Linked DNA regions of Mus musculus: regions 2, 3, 4 and 5 are each linked to region 1. Evidence: chromatin contacts called from public HiChIP or PLAC-seq and promoter capture Hi-C data. All regions are on one chromosome and are shown on one strand. Each heading gives the region's core, a stretch centred on a gene start, on an enhancer-like site or on the middle of the called end of the contact. The rest is flanking DNA. Distances are from core to core; before and after follow the strand shown.

Region 1 (2,984 bases), core at 141-2,640:
TGGAGACCCAGGCCTAGAGCAGGAGAAAGAACGTGTCCAAGGCCATGATGGGAGTTTGAGGTCCAGGATGACCTTGGGTTTTCATTACTGACAGTGTTGGGGAAAGGAGAGGTTGGTTTTGGTGGGAGGAAGGCAGGGCCTCTGACTGAGCCCAAATAGGGGCTTAAGTCAGGAAACCTGGGCCTACACCTCTGCACCCTGGCCACTCTGACTCTGAACGAATCTGGATGTCCATATGAGCCTCTAGGAAACTCTAGACTGTGAGGGCCGGGGGTTGGAAGGCTAAATTGGCAGAGGTGCCCCCAGGGAACCACACTCTCTTCCTTAGTCTGTAGGCTCCTGGGGCAATCAGGGTAGTTTAGCCTCTGAGGTGGGGGAAGGGACATTTTACTACGTTGTAGATTGTGTGTGTGTGTGTGTGTGTGTGTGTGTGTGTGTGTGCCAGCGTGAGTCCCATATAGGGTAGGGTAGGGACTGACGGGAGGGAATTTCAGCTAGCAAGAAGGAGAGAAGGGGCCAGGTTCCTAACCACTAGTTGCTGAGACAAAAGTTTTCAAAGAGCGCTCCAGCTACATTCTGCTTAGTTTGGGGGAAGGGAAGAAGAGAGACTCAGACACTGCCCCCCCCTCCCTGCCACACACCCCGCCTAAGGCCCTCATAAATATTTACACACTGGGCAGAAATGGTTCGGCCACAAATCCCAATATTATGGGCAGACATCGCAGACATCACGGAGTGTGTGTGTGTGTGTGTGTGTGTGTGTGTGTGTGTGTGTGTAGCTGGGGCTAGGGGGAGTTGGAGCCAACTCTGCACAGCCATGGCCGCCTGCTCCGGGCCCTGCCTCCTCACCCTAGCCCTCTACTCCCCTCTTATCCCCTTGGACCTGGTCCCCAATACTGAGACTTCCCATCCCCACCCCCACCCAAGCTCCTGGGAGCCATCCGCCTGTACGTCTCCAAGAGGACCAACAACCCCACCCCCAAAACTTCTCTCAGCCTCCACACCACTCTGGTCTAACCTTCGATCTCCATTCCCGCTCCTACCTGGGTCCAGGGCAGCGCTGGGGACTCCATGAGGCGCGTCGCAGCGAGAAGGGCACTGACCGCTCACCTGGGACATCGGCCTGGGACCTGGAGAAAACAGCGCTCAGCGGGCGGGGCAGGCCTCCCTCGCGTGTGCGTGGGGAAACGGAGTGGGTGCCCTAGCGCATACTCGTGCAAGCTGCGCGCTGCTGGCCTAGGCAGGTCACCTCGTGGACCCCGCCATGCGACACCTGGGTGTCGCCCGCGCCCCCTCCCCGCTCACTCGCTCTTGGCTCCCATTCCAGCGCCAGCTCGCACCCACCGATCGCCCCTTCCTTCTTCCTTCTCTCGTTCCAGCCCCCTCGCTCCTCCCCTCTTCCCTGGCCCACCCCGTCCCCGCCCCCTCCTCGCTGTCTCAGCCCCCCTCAGGCGTCCCCTCCCCCGTGCGGGACTCGCTGCTGCCAGGGCAGGACACGTCTGTCCGCGGGGCGTCCGAGGCCTGAGCCCCCACAGGAAGCCAGCTCGTCTGGTTTCCTCCCCTCGCTCAGAGCCAGGATCTCCAGTCTCCCCAGATCTCCGCCTACCCAGGGCCGGGAGAACCTCGCGGCTTGCACAAGGGGCCGCATGTTTTCCTTCGGTCTTAAACTTTGTAAAAGTTTCCAGAATATCAAAAGAAAGAAGTCACAATCATCCTGGGACAATGGTCTGAATAGTAGTAGCCCTCAAATCGCGTTGTCCCGAAGATCAGAGCAATCTAGTTCTTTTGGTGCCCTTTGTTCAAGTCCTGGATTTCCATTTCGGAGCTGGGTGCCTGGAGTTAGGGGCTCAGTCCGTCAGAAACTGGCTCTCCGGGAAGCTGGGCTGGTGTCGCATCAGCCTCCTGGTCCCATAGCAGCCAAAAACACCCCCAAGGCCCGCCATCCCCGCCAGTGCCAGTTGGACACGGGAATTCATTTTAGACAGACTGCCCATCACCAGGCTGTCACTCCAACTTTCTCACACGAGGGTGAGTGTAGAAGGAATTGAGGAGAGGCCAGTCTGTTGATCCGGCTGGTATGGTAAGCTCTGGCTGTGCGGAGGAACTGTCACCAAAAAGTGGGGGGGGGGCTCGGAGACCCTCAGAGTGACCCCAGGAGCTTGTAGGCAGCCAGGTGGGGCTTGGCAGGTCCGTGGAGGTGATTCTCAGGTGAGAAGTCCCTCTGGGACTCACACTGGACCTGAGCTGCCTCCAAGCCCGGCGGCGTCTGGGTCCACACCACCAGAGCTAATTAGGGAGGCGGCGGCGCCAGGACACCTCCTCTCAGCCTGCGTTACAACCGAGAGGAAAGCTGGGACGCCAAAGATGGAGCTCCCCCTCGGTCGCCTCCCAGTCCTCGAAGTCACTACTTACAGCTCTTGTAGGTCTTCTGGGCGCCGTCGGGGCCGGGACCCGCGTGGCCCCCACGGCGCCCGCAGCTCTCTCACCGCCCTCGGCCACGTTCCGGGGATAGGCAGGGGTGGCTGCGCTGGGGGGAAAGTGGGACGGGAGGGAGTCCCGCCCTGGACGTCTAGATGCTCGCTGCGGGAGACTTGGCGCCCTAGAGCCTCGGAGGTCAGGCTGCTGTCTGGGGGCGTCGCAGAGTTTGGGAGCACTCCTCCTTCCTGGTAGCGGCTGAGTCACTGCGACGCGCCCGCGGGAGGGTTTGGCGGCTGCTGCATTCTTCCCGGCTTACCTGAGCCGGTAGGCCGGGCCTCACCTGCCTTCAAAAGCAGCTCCCCAGTCTCTCCTTAGCTTCAGCGCCCCGCCTTTTTAAGTTTTTCTGTTTCAGATCAGGGCCTCTGGGACTAACGCAATCCTTGAGCCTCTTTGTTTCTAGGTCGTCCAGGAGGATGTCAAAGCGCCCCACCCCCCCTACCCCGTCAGAAGTCTACCTTTACATCTGTGTGCAGAAACACCTTCACCTCATGCACGCTAGTCACACA
Region 2 (2,984 bases), core at 295-2,794, 210 kb after region 1:
TGGTGTAACAAAAAAATATTTATTTTGAAGGAAGATGAGGCAAAGGGTTGCCCCAGGCACCTGGGGTGTGGGTGACCTCTTTGGCAGAGGGTGTGTGTTGTCCCTTAAGAGCAGAGCTCTTGGAGGGAGGGTTGATAATAACCGGAGGCCACATTGACATTGCGGTCTGCTGTTGCCCTGTCTTGGGCATAGTAGATCTCTTAGGGGAGACCTTGGGTGGAAGTCTGGGAACTGCTTTGGGCATCTTCAATCTGGACGCTGATAGAGGCTCCATCAGAGGCTGGTTTCTTAGCCAGCTAGACTCTTCTCTAGATCCCAATGAGGGCAAGGTTTTAGGGGTGGGGCAGGAAGTCATGGAGGGTAGGGGGTGGAGCCTCATCTTTGAGCTCAATCTGCAGCCGCAGAGGCAGGTTCCACGGAGTGAGGGCAGGGAGAAATCTTCCCACCACTGGGCTTGCTCTGGGGAGGGCCTGGGCCAAGCCATCAGGCCCCACACTGAGTTCTGCTTGGGTACTCCAAGAAGGGCCTTGATCCTGAGCAAAAGGAAGGAAGAGTGGAGTCAGGGAGTGGAGATAGAGGGGCAGCGGACCGATATGGTCATAGAGTGAGGCTCTCCAGAGCCGGGAGGGACAGGAGGAAGAAGGAAGGCGCTGTGTCTCAACACACCTGTTTTGTTCTTCTTTCTCTTGCTCTTGGTCTACATTCTCCTTCCCTGTTTCTTCTTCTTCCTCCTCTTCCTCAAGTTTTATTTTGTTCCAAATATCTTCCAATGATGAGATCTTGGACATAGGACTGAAGATAGAATTCACCCATCTTTCCTCTTAAAAAAAGGGGGGGGGATGGTAGGAACCTCATATCAAGAGAATCCAGGATTGACAGATTCAGGGTTGGGGAAGAACCAAATTCCTTCCCTAGCTCACACTCTCACCCCAGATTTAGGCCTTAGGCCTACCAACGCTGGACTATTTGGATGGCAATCTTGCCACTTAGAATATAGTGACAAACCCCCCTAGCTTTTTTTTTTTTTCTGAGGCAGTGTCTCACTATGTAGTCCAAGCTGGCTTCAAACTCTCAATTCCCCTGACTGATGCAGTCTTCCAAGTGCTGGATCACAGATTTGTGAGGCTACACCTGGCTCTCAGTCCCCTCTGCCTGACAAAAACTCTACCAGTTAGGTGACTCAAGGCCCAAGCCTGGACCATTCATCACTTTGACAGATGCTTTGAATCAGTCCCCTCAGTCCCTCTCTCCTCCGATGGCTACCATTACCTTTGTTTGTACCTGGCACGTCAGGGACGCTTACAGAGAGCCTTACTAAGCCATAGTGGGGCTTTCTTCCTTGAACACACACACACACACATGCACAGGAACACGCACACACGCACGCACACACACTTCTAACCAGTACTTCTGTATAGATTTGGGGTTGAGATTATTTCTGCTCATGTCTGTCCATGAGACAGACCTCCAAAGTCACTTGGCCAGTGGCTGACAGGCCACGGGACATGCCCATGCCACTCCATCCTATCCACTCGGAGTAGAAGGGAAGGGAATGTGAGCAAGAACTTCTTTATCTTAGCTTAAAGGGAGGAGCCACACCTCCAAACCTATTGTGACATCATCCTTGTGAGCCATAAGTCCAAAGGAGCCATCATGTCTTTACCAAATCTAGCTCCTTAGGGTCTCTGGGATGTTAACTCTCCTTCCATTTCCCCAGCTCCTCTGTGGAATGGATGAGATACCACAGAGCCCACAGTTCAGCTGGGGACCCCTCTCCTCTGAAGAGTCAGGTGCTGCTGGGATTAAAGGTAGCACCAGCAATGCCTGACTGGTTTTGAGACAAGATCTCATGATGTAGTCCAAGTTAGTCTGCTACTTCCGACCTGTTTGTCTCCACCTTCAAAGATTAGTATGTGGGCAGATACCCTTGTGCCTGACCTTGAGAGTGTTTCTAGACATTGATGATAAACTTCGATGCTCACTACATTTGACTGGAGAAGGAGAATCTGATGTGGGTATTTTGTTCTTGCTTTTGACAAGTCTCTTGGTTAGCCCAGGCTGGTTTCAAACTCATTATCCTCCAGTCTCAGCCCCCTGAATACTGGAATAGCGGGCATGGAGAGCCTAAATTTCTACAGTAGTATAGCTGGAGTCCTAAGCTTAGGCTAATTTCTGAGCAGGAACGTGAAGAACTGGCAAGATCTCTCTGCCCTCCAGTTGGTGCTGAAATGCCCCTGACCTGGAACCTCACAGTCTTCTTTCTGTTCCTGCTGTGGAACTTTAAGGTGTGTGGTTGTCTTGGGAGTATGCAAGGGGATGGGTATACCAAGTGTCCCTTCGTGGCTCTTGTCTCTCTTCCTTGTTTTTATTGGCTAGAGTAAAGAGATCAAGTCCAGCACAACAGCTGGCCTGCCTGTCTAGGGAATCTTAGAGAAGAAAGGGCTAGGGTTTGATGACCTAGAAGGCCGAGGAACACAATCCAGGCTGAAGAAGGAAGCCTGCAGGTAAGTGTGAAGTGAACGCTTGGGATTTCCTTACTGGCTACCCTGGGCAAGCATCTCCATCTCCTAGAGCCCCATTATCTTCATCTGCAAAGTGGAACGCAAGTTGGTTCCCATCTCTCCAGCTCATGCAGAGAGAGTAGATGGTGCAAGAGAAAAGGAGTGGCTGGCACACAGTAGGACCCCAGATATTGCAAATAATACATATTGCCGGCCACAAAGTGTTGTGCACTTTCCTTCGAGTCCCACCTCTCTACCATCTGCCTCTACTTAAAAACAATCCCTCCCTCCCACGTGAGTAATTTTCCCTCTCAGTAGCTCCCTGAAGCTGACAGCAACCAACTCTGGGCGGAGTCCCGCAGAGGCTCCTGCCCATTAGTCAGGGTTTCCAAGGCCCTGCCTGGGACTCCCCCCTCCTCCCTCTAGGCAAGGACAGGAAGTGGGGACTTTGAGAGTTGCAGTCTTCCCCCGCAGTCACTATGC
Region 3 (2,984 bases), core at 208-2,707, 180 kb before region 1:
GAAACTGTCTTAGAAAAGCAGAGGTGGGGGGAGATGGAGAGAGAGAGAGAGAGAGAGAGAGAGAGAGAGAGAGAGAGAGAGAGAGAGAGAGACTTGAGTACTCAAAGCTCAGCACTCAGGAGCAGGGATTTGAGAGAGATCTCTGTCCTGGTTGGGTATTTTGTCAGTTTGACACAAGCTACAGTTTTCTGGGAAAAGATATCTATTCCTCTGATTTACATCTGATTTTGACATAAATAAGGTTTTAAGAGAATGGCAGGGGGCTGGAGAGGTGGCTCAGTAGCAGAGTTCTTGTTTAGTATACAGGGTCAGTGGTTAATCTTCGCACAATAAAGGGATGGAGGGAGACAAAGAAAACATGGAGGGGACAGAGGAGAGGGAGAGTGAAAATGAAAGAGAAAGAACATATGTGAGTGAATTTTATCCCTTGATGCTGACTGGTGTTCAGTCAGGTGAACCAGTGCTGGAAACAGTATACAAGTATTGAATTAAGGGGAGACGGAATTGCTTTATTAGTTTATTTTGTTTTGTTTTTGTTTTTATTTTTTATTTTTTACACTCCATATTTTATCCCCACCCCCCCACCCCACCCCACCCCACCCCGTCCCTCCCAGGTCCCTTCCTTCCTCTGCTCTTGTGATTGCTTTCTTCCAGAATACTCAAGATACCGTCCACAGAACTCAAAAAGGTCCACAAGCTGAGGTGCCCACGTGAGGATGCCTCAGTTTCACTTGGGAGGGAGAAGAAAGCAATCACCAGTGCGGTTTTTGTTTTTTTAGATAGAGTCTCTATTGTGTAGCTCTGGCTGTTCTGGACAGAGATATATAGAAAGGGCTGAGCTCAGACTCACCGGAGATCCACCTGCCTCTGCTAGGGTTAAAGGCTGGGGTTAGCATACTAAGTAGAAGTGGGAATTTTAATAGGTGTGAATTTTTTGCTTGGGTGAAGATGAACATGTCTTTGACATTTGTCTGAATATCTTATAATTACATCATATGCTACATGTTCTAGAGAACAATCCTATAGTTATATCATCTGCTACATGTTCTAGAGAATGGATTTCAGTTGTCACAAGGTTTACTGCTATGCCACTGGTCATCTTATTTTTATTAATTAATTTTGAGATAGAGTTTCTCTGTGTAGCCCTGGCTGTCCTAGAACTCGCTTCTCTTCTGACACTTTCAGAACCAGAAGCTGTATGGGCAGCAAGATGGCTCAGCAAGTATGAGTGCTTGCTGCAAAGCCTAACAACCTGAGTCTGATGACCCAGAACCCACACTGGGGAAGGAGAACTGACTCCTTCAAGCTGTCCTCTGACTTCTACATGTTGTAGCACACACATACACACACACACACACACACACACACACACACTCACTCACTCTAGAGGTGTCAGCCTAAAGCTCTCTGGCATGCCTGGTTCATGACTGAGCCTGGTGCAGTTCCGGGTTTGACTGCCTTGAGAGCACACCAGGGACTTGGCTTGCTGGAACTATAAACCTGCTCTCTGGAAGCCCTCAAGCAGCTGCTCTGTCCCTTCTGAGCAGATCTGTGAGAGCTGCGCTCGCTCCCTCCCTCCCTCCATGTGAGCCGCTGTGCAGTGTGCTCACTTGCTCTTTCCTACACTAGAACCCTACAGGAGCAATTAAAAAGAATTCTCAAAGACAATAATATAGTAGGGCTGGAGAGAGCTCAGTACTTACTGCTCTTGCAGAGAAGCCGGCCTCAATTCCCAGCACCCATTCGGTGGCTTACAACCATCTGTAACTTCAGTTCCACTGGATTCAACAGGTACATAACATGCATGCAGGCAAAACATCCATACATATAAATTAAATTTAAAGAAAATCTTTTTTTTTAAAAATGAAAGCAATATAATAAAAAAATTGAAAACTCTAATGGGTGGGAGGTACTTTTTTTTTAGTGGTGCAGTCAAATAAATTCCCTTCACCCTGCAAACAACCCTAATGAAACTCTGAGTCACCACAAAAGTAAAAGGAAATGGAGCAGGAAATGGGGCTGGTTAGTTGGGTAAATACCTGTGGACACCTATCCTCTTAGTAATAAGACTAAGTTAAAGAATGCAGATGTAGAGAGTCACATCTGATCCTTTGCAAGTAATGACAGTCACTGACCAGCAGTTGCTGTGCAGCCAACAGATCCTCACCAGCTATACATCCCAGCCTAAGACTTACAGCCACTGGCCTCACATTGCCCACTTGGCACAGCTTGCCCCTGCCATCTTGTTCAGAAAGAAAGTAGCCCCCCCACCCCACCCCCAAGCCGGGCGTGGTGGCGCACGCCTTTAATCCCAGCACTCGGGAGGCAGAGGCAGGTGGATTTCGGAGTTCGAGGCCAGCCTGGTCTATAAAGTGAGTTCCAGGACAGCCAGGGCTATACAGAGAAACCCTGACGAGAAAAAAACAAAAAACAAAACAAAACATAAAAAAAGAAAGTAGGCCCCCTACGTGAATCTGCTCCTGTGATTCTGTCCCCAGCAGAGCTATGCTTTTTGAAGTTACATTTCAGTGTGTCTTCAAAGTCTTTCTTGGGCAAACTCTGCTTGATTTTCCCCTGTTCACCCAGCAGCTACTCGGCCATGTGAAGCAGAGACTTTCAGAAAGGGCATGAAAATGGCTGCCAACATGTCTGAGCTCAGTACTGCAGGTCCTCAAAGCCTCCGGTTGTGCAAGCAGACAGTTAAAGCCATACCTCAATGGCATGGTAGGTTGTGTGGAACTAAGTGGTTGGGCTTCATTTGACGAGAACTAGCCACAACCCAGAGTAATCATTTTCCCAGACATACTTTGTCTGTTACCTGTATCATTTGACCAGAAACGAGGGGAGTTTGTGTCTGCCCAAAGGACCTTACAGGAGCCAGGTAGGCTAGGTTTGTTCACAGTGACTTCTGATCTGAAGGGAGGCCTAGTATCAGTTGATAAAACAACTTTTCTGAGCTCTGTTGGTGCCAGGAATTGCTTGAA
Region 4 (2,984 bases), core at 269-2,768, 170 kb after region 1:
AGCTTCTAACCAGGTGGACGGCATCTAACCTGCGAGCGAGTGATTTCACTACTAGGGATATTCCCCCAAGGGTAAGGATGGGTGGAGCCTATCTCCACTCAAAGTCGTGAACCAAAGCTGTGGATGTGCGGATGTGGCTCCACTGATCTAGTGTGCACTGAGCCCTTGGCTTCATTCCTCCTAGTATTACATAAATCAGGCTGAGAGATGCACACCTGCAAATCCTGGCGCTTCTGCGGTAGAGGCAGGAGCACATGAGACCCCCCATCTTAAAACAAAAGCAAACAAATTAGATGTGGCTGGGCACAGCTCAGTGGTAAAGGGCTCATCTAGCATATGTGAGGACCTACTAGGCTCATATGTGAGGACCTACTAGATTAATATGTGAGGATCTAGGTTAAATTTCCAGGACTATCAAAACCAAACCAAACCAACCAACCAGAACCAAACACCAAACACCACAAAAAACAGCATTAAAGAAAAAAAATTAAATTTTAATAAATGTCTTTATTTATTTATTTATTTATTTATTTATTTATTGGGTGTGTGTGTGTGTGTGAATGTAGGTGAGTTAGGTAGTCAAAGACACCAGGTGTCCCTGGAGCTGAAGTTACAGGTGGCTGTGAGCTGCCTAACAAGGGTGCCTGGAGGTCAAGCTGAGGTGCTCACAAAAGCAGTGCCCGCTTTTATCCATGGTGCTTCCTCCCCAATCTAGTAAACTTTACAAAAAAAGAGAGAGAGAGACCCGTACATAGGGGGCTTGGTGGGTCCTGCCCAGCCCTCAGAAGGCAGAGGCAGGCAGATTTCTATGAGTCTGAGGGCAGCCTGCTTTATAGAGAGAACTCCATAGCAGCCAGGGCTATGGAGTGAGACCCGGTCTTCAAAAAAAAGAGGAGGAGGAGGAAAGGGAGGAGGGAGGAGGAGGGGAGGGGAGGGGAGAGGAGAGGGGAGAGGAGGGGAGGGGAGGGGGAAGAATCAGCTGTGGCCGACTCACACAGTGGAATGCTCACCCCAGTAAAAATAAGTTTGCATTGGGAATGGAAGCAATGGCCTCCGTGCTGGGAGACTCTCCAAGACACTGTACCAAGTGAAATAAAACAGCTGCAAAAGAGAAGCAAGCACGGGGAAGACGCAATCTCGTGGTCCCATTCATAAAAGGATAGAGACAAGGAAATTTAATCTACGATGATAAGAGTTTTTAAAAGGGGGAGGGCTTGCCTGGGGGCTAAGGGTTGGAGGGGACGGACTTATTTGAGAAACCTACATCCATATTCTTGGAGTCTTCTTTGATTTTTTTTCCTCTCCATGTGCTTTTCTACTGTTTCTTTTTATAGAATTACTTGTTTATCTTAGGTGCTGTGGGTGTTTTCCCTGCATGTGTGTATGTTTGTGCCATGTATGCGATGTATAGGGTTTACAGAGCCGCATAACATCCCCCTGGAACAGGGGTTAGAGTTGTGAGCCTCCACGTGGGTGTTGGAACCCAACCTGGGTCGTCTGTAAGAGTAACAAGTGCTCCTCCTAACCGCCACGTCTCCAGCCCGTCTCTCTATTTTGAATAAAATCTCCAAGTCTGCCTTATGCTGGCTACTCCTGGGTCAAAGCCAAGAATCTCGGGCTTGTCTGAGTTGAAGCCCTAAAGGGTTAAGAGAACCCCCTTGGGCTGCTGAGGGTAACAGTGTGGAGCTGTGTCTCTGCCCCCCCCCCCCAGCTACTCCCCCAAGCTACCCCCCACCCCCGCTGATACAAGGACCGGAAGTGAGGAAGCAGAGGTCTGTTATAAGGGTGGAGTCTTGAGTGATTGACAGCAGCGCCTGTGTAAGCGCTGACTAATGCAGCCTCCAGGGCATCTCTAGGCTCTGTCCACCTCCCTCTCCAGCTCTATTTGCAGTAACTGGGATCCAGTCAAACCAGTTTGCCCGACGTCACTGTTCACTCTCATTGGCTTGTCTAACTGCGCATTTGTCCCCTGCCTTTCGGCTTCTACTGAATACCGAAGGTGTTCTGCCTTCGTGGTCGACACCAGCCAGCCAAACCTCTCCTAGCTGGGGAAGGAGGAGGGCCAGGCAAGCTTCCGCAGCGACAAAAGAAACAAAGCACCCGGCTGGTGAGATGGCCCGGCAGGTAAAGGCACTTGCTCCGAAGCCTGCCTACCTGAACTGGATCCCCAGGGATTCACACGATAGGAGAGAATCCGTTTTCAAAAGTTGTCCTCTGATCTCTACAAGTGTGCTGTGGTAGGGACACACACTCTCCCACTCTCTAAAAGACTAAGTATATAAATATAATTAAAACAAAAGGAAATAAAGCTAATTCAAGCTCCGCTTCCCTCATCAGGTTAAGACTTGCTGGATGCCAGTGTGAGCTTCCTCTGCTGAGCGTCCCAGCCCTGCCCCTCTTCCCATCATGGGACACCAAGCTCAGGGTCCGACTGGGTTAATTTTTACACCTGGACTGAATGCCTTTCATCTGTGTGTGGGTTAAGAGTCTTCTGTTGAGCAAGGAGTCTCAGTTTTGGGAATCCTACCCCACCCGTGAATGAATGATTGGAGGTGGAGCAGTTATGGAGGGCATCCAACTTCCCTGCAAGTGAGTGGGATTCTTCAGGCTTACTTAGCTTCAGCCCCAGCCTAGGGTTGGAGTTGAGTTTGAGACACATGAGACTCTCAACATGAGTTGAGAGTAGAGAGAGACACGTGAGGACTGCCAGGCATGGTGGTGCACACCTGTAATCTTAGCACTTGGGAGGCAGGAGGATGCTCAGAATATTCACCAAGGTCATCTTCAGATACCCATCGAGTTTGAGGCTAACCTGAATTACGTGAGACTCTTGTCCAAAAAAAAAAAAAAAAAGAAAAAAAGAAAGAAAGAAAGAAAAAGGACAAAGGACATAACCTACTTGTGGGGCAGGAAAGAAGTGACAGCCCTGCCTATATCTCATTATTGTTTTTTTTTTGTCCATATAATTGTTAATCATTTATTGA
Region 5 (2,984 bases), core at 258-2,757, 140 kb after region 1:
CTGTGTCTGCGCACCACATCCATGCCAGGTGCCAATGAAGGTCAGAAGAGGGCATCAGATCCCCTGGAACTGGAGTTACAGATGGCTGTAAGCTACCATGTGGGTGCTGGGAACTGAGCCAGAGTCCTCTGCAAGGGCAGCCCCACCTTCACTTTTTTTCTGATACTGAACTGACCACTCACTGTTTTCACAACATTGGCTAACCAGCAAGTCCCTGGGATCTATCTGCCTGCCTCCAGGCTGCCCTAAACCCAGCTCTGGAGCTCTAGGTGTGTGTGTGTGTGTGTGTGTGTGTGTGTGTGTGTGTGTGTGTGTGTGTGTACACCATGCCAACGGTTGTGTGGGGACCTAAACTCACATCTTCATACTTGTGCAGCAAGGACTTTACCCTCTGAGCCATCTCTCTAGTCCGAAATCTGAGGATCAGCTTCAAGGACTTGAAGAACACCCCAGTTGTCTAACCTTGGGTAACTGGCATCCAGGGAGTTTGTAATTTCCTCCCAGCAGCAGATGGGTATTCACCAGGTCTCAGCTGAAGTCGCTGTTACTGGCATTTCAATAGTGCTTTGCTTCTTTAAAAAAAAAAAACAAAAAAACTTGTATTTATTAGTATTATTATTGGTGTGTGTGTGTACGTACATACCAGAGCAGTTATGTAGATAGAGGTCAGAGAATAACTCTGTAGAGTGGGTTCTTTCTTTCTGCCTTAACTCTGGGTCCTGGAATTGAACTCAGGTTATCTTCACCCCCTGAGCCATCTCATCTGACCATTTTTCATGATAATATATATGAGTGTGTGTGTGAATTATCTATCTGAAATATCTATCTATCTATCTATCTATCTATCTATCTATCTATCTATCTATCTCCAGGCTCCCCAGCTGGCAAGTTTTCCCTGGAAGCTGTCAAGCCCTCCTAGGAAGATGTACTGAGAATGTAAAAACATAAAGAGTGGAGAGCAACAGTGGAGGACATGGGCTCTGCCCTCTGGCCTACACACACACACACACACACACACACACACACACTCACACCTATGCATATATATATGCGTGCCACAAATACATAAAAAGATCCCTGATTTTGAAGTCAAAGTTAAATTCAGTGAACATGGGAGCACCTCACTGGGACATTATGAGGATCCAGCCAGTTGGTACAAACTGAAGCTTGTCCCGGGGATCACCATACTAACCAAGGAAGAAATTGGCTCCTTTGTTTCTTTTTTTTCCAACACTTTGTAACAAGGTCTCGGTATTTGAAGGGCCTAACACTTACTAAAGAAGGATGACCTTGAACCCCAGATCCTTCCACCTCCCAAGTGCAGGATTGAACCCAGAGAGCTTCAGCAGGCTAGGCAAGCTCTCTACCAACTGTGCTACACTCCTGGGACTCCACGGGCATCTACAGTTTAGTTTGTTGACTTCCGGTCTCTCTACGTAGTATCTTTTATCTTTACTAAACATGTCAACTTCGCTGGACAAGCACATGCCCGGCCATGCAGCTCTGGCCCCTAAGCCTGACGCAATGTGTGACCGATATTTACTCCACGAGTCAGTGAAAACTCAAAAGCCTGTCCGCAAGGCTTGGAAAGCTCGCTGACATCGTGAGAACCGCTCCTCAAGTTTGGATCCTCCACATGGAGGACCCGCAGCTGCGCCAAGAGTCCTGTTAGGGGTCGAGAGAGTTGGCCTCTGGTCCTTTTCGCTGTCCAGCTGCAGAGCCACTTCTCGGATGGCCAAGCCCTCGCTGTTTTGCTGTGTGCTTCCCCAGACCGTGGGAGATCAGCGTGCTCAGGGCTCTCCCCCACCCCAATGTAGATGCTGGTCTCCAGGGAGTTCCTGCCAGCTGGGAGTGTAGGGATTTGGGGATAATTCAGCCACTTAATTAATGAAGAAGAAGGGGAAGATAAAGGCAGGGGAGGGACGCAATCCCGGAAGAAAAAGTCACCCTGGCTGGCCAGCTGCCCCAGCCACTCCCTTCTCTGCATGCCCCGCCAGTTCCCGCCGCCGCCACTGACTTTCTGACTTCTTAACTTGTCAGCAAATCCCAGAGTTAAAAATGCACACGCACCCCGGCCAGCCGCCAGCAGGCCCGTCTGGCCGCGGCTCCAGATGTGGGGCCACCGCGCGGGCCGCCCGCCCCGCCGCGCAGACTAAACAATCGGCCTTGGCCGTGAGCGCAGCGCAATTCCAGATGCCGCGTCGCCCGCGCCGAGCGCTAATTGGGCCGCGGGCGCGAGGCTCTGTCAGCGCCAGCTTGGCCCTGCCCGGGACGGCCTTGGCACGACGCCGGCCCGCTGGGCTACCTAGGGCGGGGGCGGAGTGGGGAGACTGATCAAAATGGGTGTGGGGGGAGTGTAGAGGGAGAGAGACTCGGGCAGCAGACAGACAGACACAGACAAATAGACACAGAGACACTAATACACACACAGATAGGCAGACAGACACACAGGCAGGCAGGTAGGCAGGCAGGCAGACACAGACACACACGCCCCACATACTTTGACCTCAGAGTTTCGAAGATCAAGAACACAGACAGGGGCAGATTCAGGAAGGGTCAGAGCGGGCCTCGGTAAGGTTTAGCTACGGAGACGAGGAGAACCTCCCTGCCTGGAGGCAGAAGACAGGGAGAGAGACTGTGAGCTGGAGACAACTATAACCGGCGGATTGACCCACCATCACCAAGAGCACTGATGGACAGCAACGTGGCGGGTGGCCAGCGGCGGACCTTAATATACGTCCATCTCTCTATTCCATGGGCTCTTCTTCCCACATTTTCACCTTTTCTAATTTTTCCGGAGTCTGGGACTGAGTCTGCCCGCCAGCACAGTGTGAACCTATCTTGGCTGGGTGAAGGAGATGCCCTTGTCCCCACACAAACCTGAAATGTGGACATTTCACCTCAAACACAAGCTTGGAAACACCAATACACCTTAGACATCGTGCTGGTGAGACTGTTCTGAGGCAGAGGGATGTCCCAAATGA

What was found. Promoter capture Hi-C pulls out the DNA fragments that hold promoters and counts their contacts. HiChIP or PLAC-seq counts read pairs in DNA pulled down with a chosen protein or histone mark.
Region 2: a promoter capture Hi-C map of stem cell-derived epiblast-like cells shows a contact between it and region 1, with 6 times the contacts expected there. The contact joins the promoter of 1700122O11Rik here to the promoter of Mdfi in region 1. A contact is called at or near these places in 21 of 39 promoter capture datasets (the 3T3-L1 cell line, 3T3-L1-derived adipocytes, the C10 cell line and 14 more), 2 of 15 datasets of contacts at CTCF or cohesin (the NIH/3T3 cell line and large pre-B cells), 2 of 484 Hi-C or Micro-C datasets (both in embryonic stem cells), 15 of 115 datasets of contacts at active chromatin or transcription factors (T-cell acute lymphoblastic leukemia, craniofacial prominence, embryonic basal ganglia and 8 more) and 3 of 9 other capture datasets (adipose tissue, liver and pancreatic islet).
Region 3: a contact with region 1 is called in a FOXA1 HiChIP or PLAC-seq map of pancreatic cancer cells. The contact joins the enhancer-like site here to the promoter of Mdfi in region 1. A contact is called at or near these places in 3 of 39 promoter capture datasets (the C10 cell line, embryonic stem cells and hippocampal neurons), 2 of 115 datasets of contacts at active chromatin or transcription factors (embryonic stem cells and pancreatic cancer cells) and 2 of 9 other capture datasets (adipose tissue and liver).
Region 4: a contact with region 1 is called in a promoter capture Hi-C map of embryonic stem cells. The contact joins the enhancer-like site here to the promoter of Mdfi in region 1. A contact is called at or near these places in 10 of 39 promoter capture datasets (the C10 cell line, cranial neural crest, embryonic stem cells and 5 more) and 3 of 115 datasets of contacts at active chromatin or transcription factors (embryonic stem cells and pancreatic cancer cells).
Region 5: an H3K4me3 HiChIP or PLAC-seq map of embryonic stem cells shows a contact between it and region 1, with 22 read pairs. The contact joins the enhancer-like site here to the promoter of Mdfi in region 1. A contact is called at or near these places in 11 of 39 promoter capture datasets (the C10 cell line, cranial neural crest, embryonic stem cells and 5 more), 4 of 484 Hi-C or Micro-C datasets (Sertoli cells and embryonic stem cells), 6 of 115 datasets of contacts at active chromatin or transcription factors (embryonic stem cells, epiblast stem cells and pancreatic cancer cells) and 2 of 9 other capture datasets (liver and pancreatic islet).

The regions. Positions count from the first base shown.
Region 1 is chr17:47,831,901-47,834,884 of GRCm38.p6, forward strand. It overlaps Mdfi (MyoD family inhibitor), which reads right to left and starts at 1,391. Exons shown (of 4, transcript NM_001276390.1): 1 at 1,044-1,391. The coding sequence starts at 1,119.
Region 2 is chr17:48,036,749-48,039,732 of GRCm38.p6, forward strand. 1700122O11Rik (RIKEN cDNA 1700122O11 gene) reads right to left here and starts at 1,545. Exons shown (of 3, transcript NM_029689.1): 1 at 1,466-1,545; 2 at 667-820; 3 at 1-533. The coding sequence starts at 1,523. The coding sequence ends at 20.
Region 3 is chr17:47,652,299-47,655,282 of GRCm38.p6, forward strand. All of the region lies in intron 3 of Gm20517 (predicted gene 20517), which reads left to right. All of the region lies in intron 2 of Usp49 (ubiquitin specific peptidase 49), which reads left to right. Among named protein-coding and RNA genes, the nearest start is that of Usp49, 23 kb to the left of the region's middle. Within about 2 kb of position 1,458, at least 21 of the 459 cell types and tissues checked have an H3K27ac peak or open chromatin away from gene starts, as enhancers often do. A contact at or near this core is called in pancreatic cancer cells, where this site is marked.
Region 4 is chr17:48,000,268-48,003,251 of GRCm38.p6, forward strand. No RefSeq gene overlaps it. Among named protein-coding and RNA genes, the nearest start is that of Gm41591, 11 kb to the left of the region's middle. Within about 2 kb of position 1,519, at least 269 of the 459 cell types and tissues checked have an H3K27ac peak or open chromatin away from gene starts, as enhancers often do. A contact at or near this core is called in embryonic stem cells, pancreatic cancer cells and stem cell-derived epiblast-like cells, where this site is marked.
Region 5 is chr17:47,972,119-47,975,102 of GRCm38.p6, forward strand. All of the region lies in intron 1 of Gm29938 (a long non-coding RNA gene), which reads right to left. Among named protein-coding and RNA genes, the nearest start is that of Gm29938, 3.3 kb to the right of the region's middle. Within about 2 kb of position 1,508, at least 27 of the 459 cell types and tissues checked have an H3K27ac peak or open chromatin away from gene starts, as enhancers often do.